Regions from separate parts of the Mus musculus genome. Here regions 1 and 2 are each linked to region 3. A link is a contact called in public HiChIP or PLAC-seq data. All regions are on one chromosome and are shown on one strand. Each heading gives the region's core, a stretch centred on a gene start, on an enhancer-like site or on the middle of the called end of the contact. The rest is flanking DNA. Distances are from core to core; before and after follow the strand shown. Region 1 holds the start of Rbm34 (RNA binding motif protein 34). Region 2 has its middle 32 kb from the start of Gm39286. Region 3 has its middle 6.1 kb from the start of Gm31603.

The links. HiChIP or PLAC-seq counts read pairs in DNA pulled down with a chosen protein or histone mark.
Region 1: a contact with region 3 is called in a FOXA1 HiChIP or PLAC-seq map of pancreatic cancer cells. The contact joins the promoter of Rbm34 here to the enhancer-like site in region 3. A contact is called at or near these places in 1 of 39 promoter capture datasets (hippocampal neurons), 2 of 484 Hi-C or Micro-C datasets (cardiomyocytes and uterus) and 3 of 115 datasets of contacts at active chromatin or transcription factors (embryonic stem cells, intestinal villus epithelium and pancreatic cancer cells).
Region 2: a FOXA1 HiChIP or PLAC-seq map of pancreatic cancer cells shows a contact between it and region 3. The contact joins two enhancer-like sites. A contact is called at or near these places in 8 of 484 Hi-C or Micro-C datasets (the AML12 cell line, the HL-1 cell line, the N1E-115 cell line and 5 more) and 7 of 115 datasets of contacts at active chromatin or transcription factors (astrocytes, bone marrow-derived macrophages, differentiating embryonic stem cells and 4 more).

What each region holds. Positions count from the first base shown.
Region 1 is chr8:126,969,764-126,972,667 of GRCm38.p6, forward strand. Rbm34 (RNA binding motif protein 34) reads right to left here and starts at 1,286. Exons shown (of 11, transcript NM_172762.3): 1 at 1,227-1,286; 2 at 975-1,146; 3 at 220-365. The coding sequence starts at 1,276.
Region 2 is chr8:126,538,650-126,541,418 of GRCm38.p6, forward strand. No RefSeq gene overlaps it. Among named protein-coding and RNA genes, the nearest start is that of Gm39286, 32 kb to the right of the region's middle. Within about 2 kb of position 1,267, at least 216 of the 459 cell types and tissues checked have an H3K27ac peak or open chromatin away from gene starts, as enhancers often do. A contact at or near this core is called in the AML12 cell line, the HL-1 cell line, the N1E-115 cell line and 6 more, where this site is marked.
Region 3 is chr8:126,734,321-126,737,444 of GRCm38.p6, forward strand. No RefSeq gene overlaps it. Among named protein-coding and RNA genes, the nearest start is that of Gm31603, 6.1 kb to the left of the region's middle. Within about 2 kb of position 1,696, at least 257 of the 459 cell types and tissues checked have an H3K27ac peak or open chromatin away from gene starts, as enhancers often do. A contact at or near this core is called in the AML12 cell line, the HL-1 cell line, the N1E-115 cell line and 8 more, where this site is marked.

The DNA of each region.
Region 1 (2,904 bases), core at 36-2,535, 240 kb after region 3:
AGCAGTGATGGACACAAAGACCTAAAAAGCTGATCTACCAGTATCTGTTCGCTTAGGATAAATGGCTTTCTTGTATCTTTTAACCCTGTATGAGACTTTGTATAATGTATTTTTTAAATTTCAGAATATGCAGTGAAAAAAATTAAGATGAACATTAAAAAAAAAAAAAAAAAAACTGCCTGAGGTATTTAATATAGCAAAAAGGAGATTTCTACCAACCTGTTTGCCAGTCTTTTGTCTGCATCAGAGAGTTTCTTCACTTTCACTTTTCTCGAAGGCTCTTGCAAAACTGGCTTTTTAGTTTGGGACACACTCTCTTCTTCATCATCATCATCATCATCAAGTTTTCTTTTTTTAGATGTTTCCTTTCAAAAGTTTGAAGTCATATTTAAAACCTCAAACTTTAAAAAAAAAAAAAATCCTGACCCTAAAGCTGTGTGTTGTGGCTTATATCTGTAATTCCAGTATTCAGGAATAGAGGCAGGAGGAACTGTGCCAGGCCAGCCAGAGCTACATAGCAAAGTCCCTCCGTCTCCAAGTCCCTGAGCAGTACTCCGATGTGCCTTTCTACATGGATACTTCTTCACGGGTTACGGAGAGAAGCAGAATATTCTTGCAGCACCAGCCATTCAGTGGAAAGGTGAGGCAGGAATATAGAATCTGGGTTACCGTGTATTCTAAGCGTGCGCAACTAGTGTGATCCTGTCTCAAAATAAAAAAGTCAAGTCGGACATGGTGGGAGCGACTCTGTAATCTCAGAACTCAAGGCTGGAGAAGGATCAGGAGTTTAGTTCATCCTCGGATACATAACTGAAATTTGAGGCTTACACGGTCTACAGGTGACCCTGCCAATCAAATAGGCTGAGGGTGAAGCGCTAGCCCTGCTCAAAGGACCAGACAGTCACTGCTGTCAGGAGAGTGACCCTCTACATCTCTCTCTACCGGGATACTCAGGGTGCAGCCCGGCGACTCACCTGGGGCACAGGCACAAATACAGGAGGAGCCGATGGCTCCGCGGTGCTGAAGAGAGCGGCCAGCCGCCCCGTCCCGCCTCCAGGAGGCCGCGGGCCGCCCCGCAAGCTGTCGGCGACCTGTCCCACCAGGTAGTCGCTGGCCGCACAGCTCACGCCGTCTCCAGAGCTCTGTCTGCAAACACAAGAGCACTCTTCAGCCACGCCGCGCCACTCACCGCCAACCCATCCACACCAACGCCCGCCGCCACTCACCTCCGCTCCGAGCCCTTCCTTCTCTTGCGTTCCTCCCCTCCCAGAGCCATGCTGAAAACTGAGCTTCCGGGATGGAAGTCCTAGGTCCGCGCTTCTGGGATCCGACTAGTCATGCGTTCCCTCTGGTTCCGGGTTCCGGCAGCCTCCGGGTTCCGACTACTTCCGTTCTAAGGCTGAGCTCTTCCGCTCAGGACCACACCCCCTCTCCCCATTCAGCCCGTGGCTGCGCAGGAGCCGCGCTATGCTTAATACTAATGGTTTTGCAGTCCGCAGGCGTCTCAGGGAAACCTAGGCTGAGGGAGTGCAGCAAGTCTCACGAGTAGCTGAGGCCTCGTGTTAGTACGAGGGTCAGCTAAAACCTGACATAGTGGCTTAGGTCTTTAATCCCAGAATTTGGGGCTCGAAGTAGCCGGATTACCTCGATTTCCAGGACCGGCTAAAACCACATGGCTCCAGCATAGCTACCTCGTCTCAAATAAAACAAGCCCCCCCGCCCCCCAGGCTTAGGGAAGGCTGTCGGCCACAGCTCATTAAGGAAGGAGGTTTCCAAGAGAAATGGGGCTACAGGGATGTGTCTTAGCAGTCGGGGAAGGGTACACCTTTCCCGAAGTTTGACGTTTCAAAGTCGGCAGAAAACAAGTATTTGGGATCACAGTTTAACTGGTCACATCCTTGTACTATTCCGTCTTCAAAGCCGCCCTGTCATTTATTTTTATATTTATTTATTATTATACATAAGTACATTGTAGCTGTCTTCAGACACACCAGAAGAGGGTGTCAGATCTCATTATGGATGGATGTGAGCCACCATGTGGTTCCTGGGATTTGAACTCAAGACCTTCTGAGGAAGAGCAGTCAGTGCTCTTATCCACTGAGCCATCTCACCAGCCCCCTCCCCACCTCCCGTCATTCTTTAAGTAAATTCATACTTAGATTTTTTTTTAATAGTGGCTTATATTTGTAATCCCTGTTCTCTAGGGCCTAGGTAGAGCTTGGCCATGATTTTGAGGCTATTCTGGGATATGCGGTCGTAGCCTCTTTTGCCTGCAGGAAGTCCAGCATGTTGGGATCTCCCCAGTTACCAAGATAGAGAGACACCCAAGTGAGCTTGCAGGCCAGATTTAAAGCACATTAGGGAATGCTGGGGTAGGTGACCTCTATGTTAATATGTTGGGTCTATCTCTAGGGATACTGACATTCCATTACTGGGATGTGGGGGCTGGAAACTTGCTGGGGAGGTCTGGGAACTGTTACTGAGGAACTCTGGAAACTGCTGCTGACCCATTGTGCTTGCTTCAGGCCAGGTGGCTGGGACATTCCATTACCTGGGCATGAAAGCTGGAGCCTGGGCTTTTTCCTGTTAGTAATTGACTTGTCTGGACTTGCCCAGTTTTTAGGCCTGGTCTCCTAAACTCCTATTTGAAGTCTGTCACGGAGTCAGCCTAGGCTTCTCATTCCTCCCTTTCAGTAATGGGCCAACTCTAACCCTTGAGAGGTTTCCGAGGCCCCTGCACTAGCAGCTCCAGCCAGCCCTATGTTAAGGAAGAGAACCTAGTAACACAGCAGAAATGGCCACATTTAACTTGATTGATTGGAGGTGCTAGCTGGTTGAAGACATAAAAATCCTCAGTCGTATTTACAACCAGGCCATAAATGCATGGAGTGAGTCTCCAGGTAT
Region 2 (2,769 bases), core at 17-2,516, 200 kb before region 3:
GGGAATTGGGGTGAGGAAGACAAGCCAAAGAAAATCCACTCAGGGAGATAAGGAGAACGCTTCCAAACAGCTCCTAGAAGGCGTAGGGTCCCTCGGAAGGCTTTCTCTTCACAGTCAGGGATATAATAGAAGTGGTTGCTATGGAAACCGGTGTAAAAGCAGAGAGGAGAAAGGAGAGGGCTGACTAGGGGGAGGCAAGAGTGAGGCGGCAACATCAAAGGGTGTGTGTGTGTGTGTGTGTGTGTGTGTGTGTGTATGCTGCAGCACCTCTACATCTGATGAGAGAAAACAAGTCAGGCGGCGGCAGCTTGTTACCATTCCTGAACAGGTCAGGGATTACCACACACAGTGATCCTTCCTCTGGAAACCTGTGTGCTAAGCCTGCTCTCCCACAATAGAGCTCATCAGCTGGGCCCCGGGGAGGGGGGGGGGGGACGGGGTCGTGTAGGTGGAGTGAACTCTTTGGCTGTCCATGCCATTTGTTTTGCACACAATTTTGGGGGACAGTCTTAGAGAGCAGGCCATTTGTCTGTGTCTTGATTTTATCACGTGCCTTCTTCCGAGGCATGGAAGCACCCTTGCTTAAGAAAGTCACCACAGACAGAATAGCTTAAAGAAAAGACATGACAGTGTTGGGTGCTGTGTGGACCAGGAAAAAAGAAAGAAAGAAAGAAAAATGTGAGCTACACCATCAGAGCCCTGAGCACACATGCCCTAGGGGCAGGTGCTGTAGGGAAACAGAAACCAAAGCCCAGGTCACACACTGGGTTCTAGTGTGGTCATCTGAGTGAGGGGAAGGGTGATTGCATCCCCTCAGGCTAGGGACAGCTCCCCACCCCCACCCCCAGTCCTGACAGAATGCCCTTTCCTGCTGACTCATGCACACAGCTCTGCCAAAGATGGTCCAATGGAAGCACACCAGCTACTCAGATGATTTTAAGTGCTCCAGTAGCCACAGCCAAAAGGGGTGGGGGTGGGGGTGGGACCAGACTGACTAGTTTCCTAAAATTCTCGTAAGCCTATAAACCCCCAAAGTGGCCACCTCAAGGAAATCAATTAGAAATCACTGCTTTTTGTTTTCGTAGTGTCGGGGGTTGGACCCAAGGCAAAACAAACACTGGACCATGTAGTTATGGCGTGGCCTACGGCGTAGAGATTATTAATGAGGTATGTCAGATTCTTTCACACTGTATCTTTGAACCCTGGTGTGTGGGCTCTGCAAGTCAGATATCCGGTGAGTCACTCCTTAGGCTCTTCATAGCCAGGCGGGGCTGCTTGTGTTGGGCAGCAACACAGCCCTAGAATTTTCCATCACACTGATGGAAGCCGGGCGTGTGCTCATTGTAGCCAACAGCCATGGGTGACTGGGCTGGGTGTCTTCTGAGTCAGGAAAGCCTCCATCTTTCAGCTCAGAGTGAGTCTGTGCAGAGAGTCAGCTTCAGTCCTCGAGGCTCCGGTGGTTTGGTGACCATTTGAAGACATGGATAGTCCTGGTAATGCGGGACTGGGTTAAGGGATAGAAAGGAACAGCACGTGTCCCTTCTAGACTCAGAGGGGAGTAGCCGGTGTCCCGTGCAATAGAATAGCACCTCTACCTCATAGCCTAGCAATACTCAGACATTAAGACACCCAGAATCACGCCTGGTGATTACATGTCTATAATCACAGAGGCTTGGGAGACTGAGGCAGGAGGGTCACAAAATCAGAAGCTGGACCCTGACTTTTCCTGTCTAGACATATGTTAAATTAAAGATTGTTTCTTAAAGGTCTACACACCTTCCTGGAAAAGCTTCCTCTGCAGGGTGAGGGTGGACAGTCGCCGGAACAGCCCGTAGTTTCCCACGAGGAGTAGGATGAATCACATCAGCTGCTTTCAGCAGACCTTGGCATGCTATAATTGCCTGTAAATATTAGCATGACCATGAATGCCTTGCTATTACCAACTGTAAAGGCGGGACAGGGTCACACTGAGAGCTGGAGGTGCCCTCTACTAATCCACAACCTTCTTGAGACAGGTGGTCCCTTGAGCTGAGAGTAAGGACCCTTCCCCTCATTCCAAGCACCTGCTGGGCACTTATCTGTTGTTTATTCTATGCAAAGTATTGCTGGGTAGATGAAGAGGTGAAGGGCCAAAGGGCATTACTTCCATCTAAAAGCCTATGCCAAGAAAGGAAGAACAGGCTGAAGAACGGGCTGAAGCAATGCCCAGGAGTTAGGAGCACATATTGCTATTGCGGAGGACCTGAGTTTGGTTCTAAGCACCCATGTGGGGAGTCTCAAAACTCCTTGTAACTCCATCTCTAGAGGACCAGGTGCCTTTTCTGGCCTCCAAGGCCACTGCACTCAGATGCACAAACTCCTCCCCTCTTCCTCCCCCTCCTTCTCATCCTTCTCCCCCCCCCTCCTCCTCTGCTCTCCCCCCCACACACATACAATTAAAATTAAATATTTCTAAAAAGAGTGATAGAGACTATGTTGCCACGAGTGGGGACTGTGATAGACTCATTCATGCTAAGGGTTTGGGAAGCCTAGAGAAGGAGACTGACCCCAGGGGGACCTCCTCAATGAAGAGCCATGGGAAATGGCAGTCAGCAGGACTGAGGTTTCTTAGAAGTGATCAAGTGACTTAGTGGTGTCTGGAGCATCAATCACATCTCAGTTTCAATGCACACGCACTCTCAATTAGCCTCTTGATGGTTCACAAGAGGGGACTCCAGCCCCATGGCAGAGCCACTCTAGGGTAAGAGCAGCATTCAGGTTTATCACTGG
Region 3 (3,124 bases), core at 446-2,945:
TCCCACACAGACTGATTGGGATTCTGATGATGAGTTCCACAGGCCAAGTGTGTGAGACACGGTGTCGTTCCCTTCATACGGGTTGAAGAGTGTCCCAGAGAGTGAATCTGTGCTATGGGGAATTTGTTTTGATTTAACGTTCCTGGCTGGATGCTAAAGTTCCTGGTGTGCACCTATAATACTAGCTCAAGAGCCAGAGACGGGAAAATGAGCAAGTTCGATGTGAAGAAGGACTATATGGAGAGCTGTTGCCCAGCCCCCAGCCCCCCAAAATATTTGCTTATTATAAAGGAAATTTTTCCAAAAAAATATTTCCAATTCTTGCCTTACACATATTTATATACAGGGCATGCTTGTCACTCCATGTGTGTGGAGGTCAGAAAACAGCTTGTAGGAGGTGAGTCTATCCTTTGACCTTGGAGTTCTGGGGACCAAAGTCAGCTCATTGGCCTTGACAGCAAATGGCTTTACTCCCTAGCCATCTCAACACCCCACCTCACCCCATCCCACCCCTGATTGTTTTTAAGTAGTACCAAGCAGGCGCTCCCTACAGCAACCAAAATATCCTGACTCAGGTTAATAATTTATTGCCTCCCACAGTGGAAACATAAATAAGACCAGCTTCTAGTCCTATTTGGGTTTGCTCTGGCCTGTGGGTCATTCACCCATGTGTGGTGAGCGTACATGTAGTCCTGTATGCTCCACTCTGGATACTGCCCTCGACAACAGACTATCCTGGTGACAGCCAAGTGGACAAAACCTTTTGTGGTTGTGTGGATGAGGATGCTTCCTATATGGGGGCACTAACCCTGGGCTCTGAAGAGCAGCCAGAAGCCACGGAGAAAGCAGGGAGGGAGCATGCCCAGTGGGAAGAGAAGCCTATAGCTGCCAGCAAGCAGGGAGACCTGGGGGATGGGGTGGGGTGGGGTTAGAACCAGCCCTCAGCAGGCCACATGCCTGGAAGAAACCACACTACTGTGGAGACAGTTGTCAGGCAGTGCTGTCCGACTGAAATATGACACCCATCACATAGATGGCATTTTCTAGTAGCCATGTTTATAAAGGTCAAAACGCACAGGTGCAATTTATTTTTAGATCATATTTTACTGGAACACACTTCCTCTGGAATATTATTGCTTGAACAGGTGAGACCGCTCACTTTTTTTTTTTTCTAAAGGAACTCTTCGAAATCCACCCTGCGGCTGGCACAGTTGTCCAGCTCCATTTGGTGCGGCTGTGATTCAACTGCTCTGAGTCACGTGGGCTCGAGGCTGCCACGTCTGGCTGCACAAGCCCATATGTGGTTGTACGTCATGAATAGTAACCTCTCCTCCAGCTCAGGGTCCAAAAGAGAGGTCAGGCCAACGGGAAGGGAAGGGGCTAAAGATCCACAAAGGAGGTAAAGCCTCCCACCTCCTCCAAGAGAGAGCAGATTGGGCAACCCGGCTCTCTAACCAGGGCAGGACAGGAGATGGAGACAGCGGTCCCCTTCCCCCACAGTCCCAAGGGTGTCAGTGTGAATAGTGTAACCAAGAAACAGAGCCCTGAGGAACATTTGCTAAATTCTGCCAAGTGCCTGGACACCAGATCACAAGGCTGACCCAGAAAAGAGCAATTGTACCTGCAGGGGAGGCAGGGCAGGCGAGGCCACCCCGGGTCAGCAGGCGCCTCCCACACTGCCAGGGAGGCGTGCCGGTGGTGGCCTAATGTGGAAATGTTTGAATGTGGGGCAGCGAGGCACTTGGGCTGGCTGGAGTCAGCCAGGGTGACAGGAACCAGTCATGCTGGGGCGGGACGATGGAGAAAGCTTGCCAAGACCCCGACAACATCTTTCCTAATAAGTCTGGCAGGCTCCAGGCCTTGGTCCCCCTCTGAACGACCTCTCCCTTCCACTCCGGTCTTCTCCAAGGAGGAAGGAGAGCGAGCCAAACAGAGCAGGAATTTGGACCCAGGCCTGGCTTTCCCCTCACGGGGCTCTGCAGCTACTCCAGTGCAGAGTGGATGAAGGCCTTTTCCCACAATGCTCCTCTGGACACTTGACTGCGCTGGCCACACTCCATCTGCAACCTGGGCACAACCTGGGCTCAACTGTTGCAGCCCCGTGCCAGGAGAGACCCTTATGGAAACACCCCTCCTCTCTCCCCTCCTCTTCCTCCTTCAGCTCCCTGGGCAGAAGCCTCCACCTCATTTTAGGAGGCCCCTCCCTGCAGTGGGAGCCTGGAGCCACCCTGCTGGCTGTGGATCCTGGCTGCTGGGCCTGCTTGCTCAGGAGAGGTTTGCTAAGTCGGATGTCCCAGCCCCACTCAAAGGACAGGCACAATGACAACATGTGTGTTTGGGTCGGGACACTTTGAACTATGATTCCCAGAAAGAACAGCTTGTACAGCCACTCCGAGTCTCCCAGCAACAAAGAATGTACCGTAGATTAGGCCTGGCTTGCAAAACATTTTTTTTTTTAAAGAGGCACAGCCCAGTCCTTTTATAGGGTCCTGGAACAACGGTGGCTGAGTTAAAAAGCACAGAACAGCAGCGTCACCCACTGTCAATACTTCGTGACCTCCCTCGGCTCATCAGTTCTCCTAAGGTTGGCTTTTTCCCCGAGTCTCTAGACCCGGGTGTTGGTGAAGGTCAGCTGCAAATGGATGAGACCTTTAGGAGGAGGTGACCAAGAATAATTTGCTCAAAGTCTGTAGATGATTAATTAATGTGCTTCTGTTAAGCATAGTTAATCTTTACTCGGAACAGTCGCTGATAAGGGAGAGCTTGGGGGAAAAATGAGTACGTTAACCATTAATCCTGGGAAACACCATAAAAATTAGGATGGAAAACCGTGGATCTGGGAGAGGAATTAGGAGGCTAGAGGGGTCAGCCAGAGGAACCTGACCATGCAAGGAGGTGCACAGAAAGCTGGATGGGAGACCTTAAAGTTCATGCATGCTCAGAGCTGGGGACATGCATTTGTGTTTATATGCTCGTGTGTGTGTGTGTGTGTGTGTGTGTGTGTGTGTGTGTGTGTGTGTATGTGTGTATGTGTGTATGTTTGTGTATATGTGTGTGTACATGTGTGTGTGTGTGTGTGTGTGTGCATGTGTGTATATGTGCATTGTGGTATATGTGTGTATAT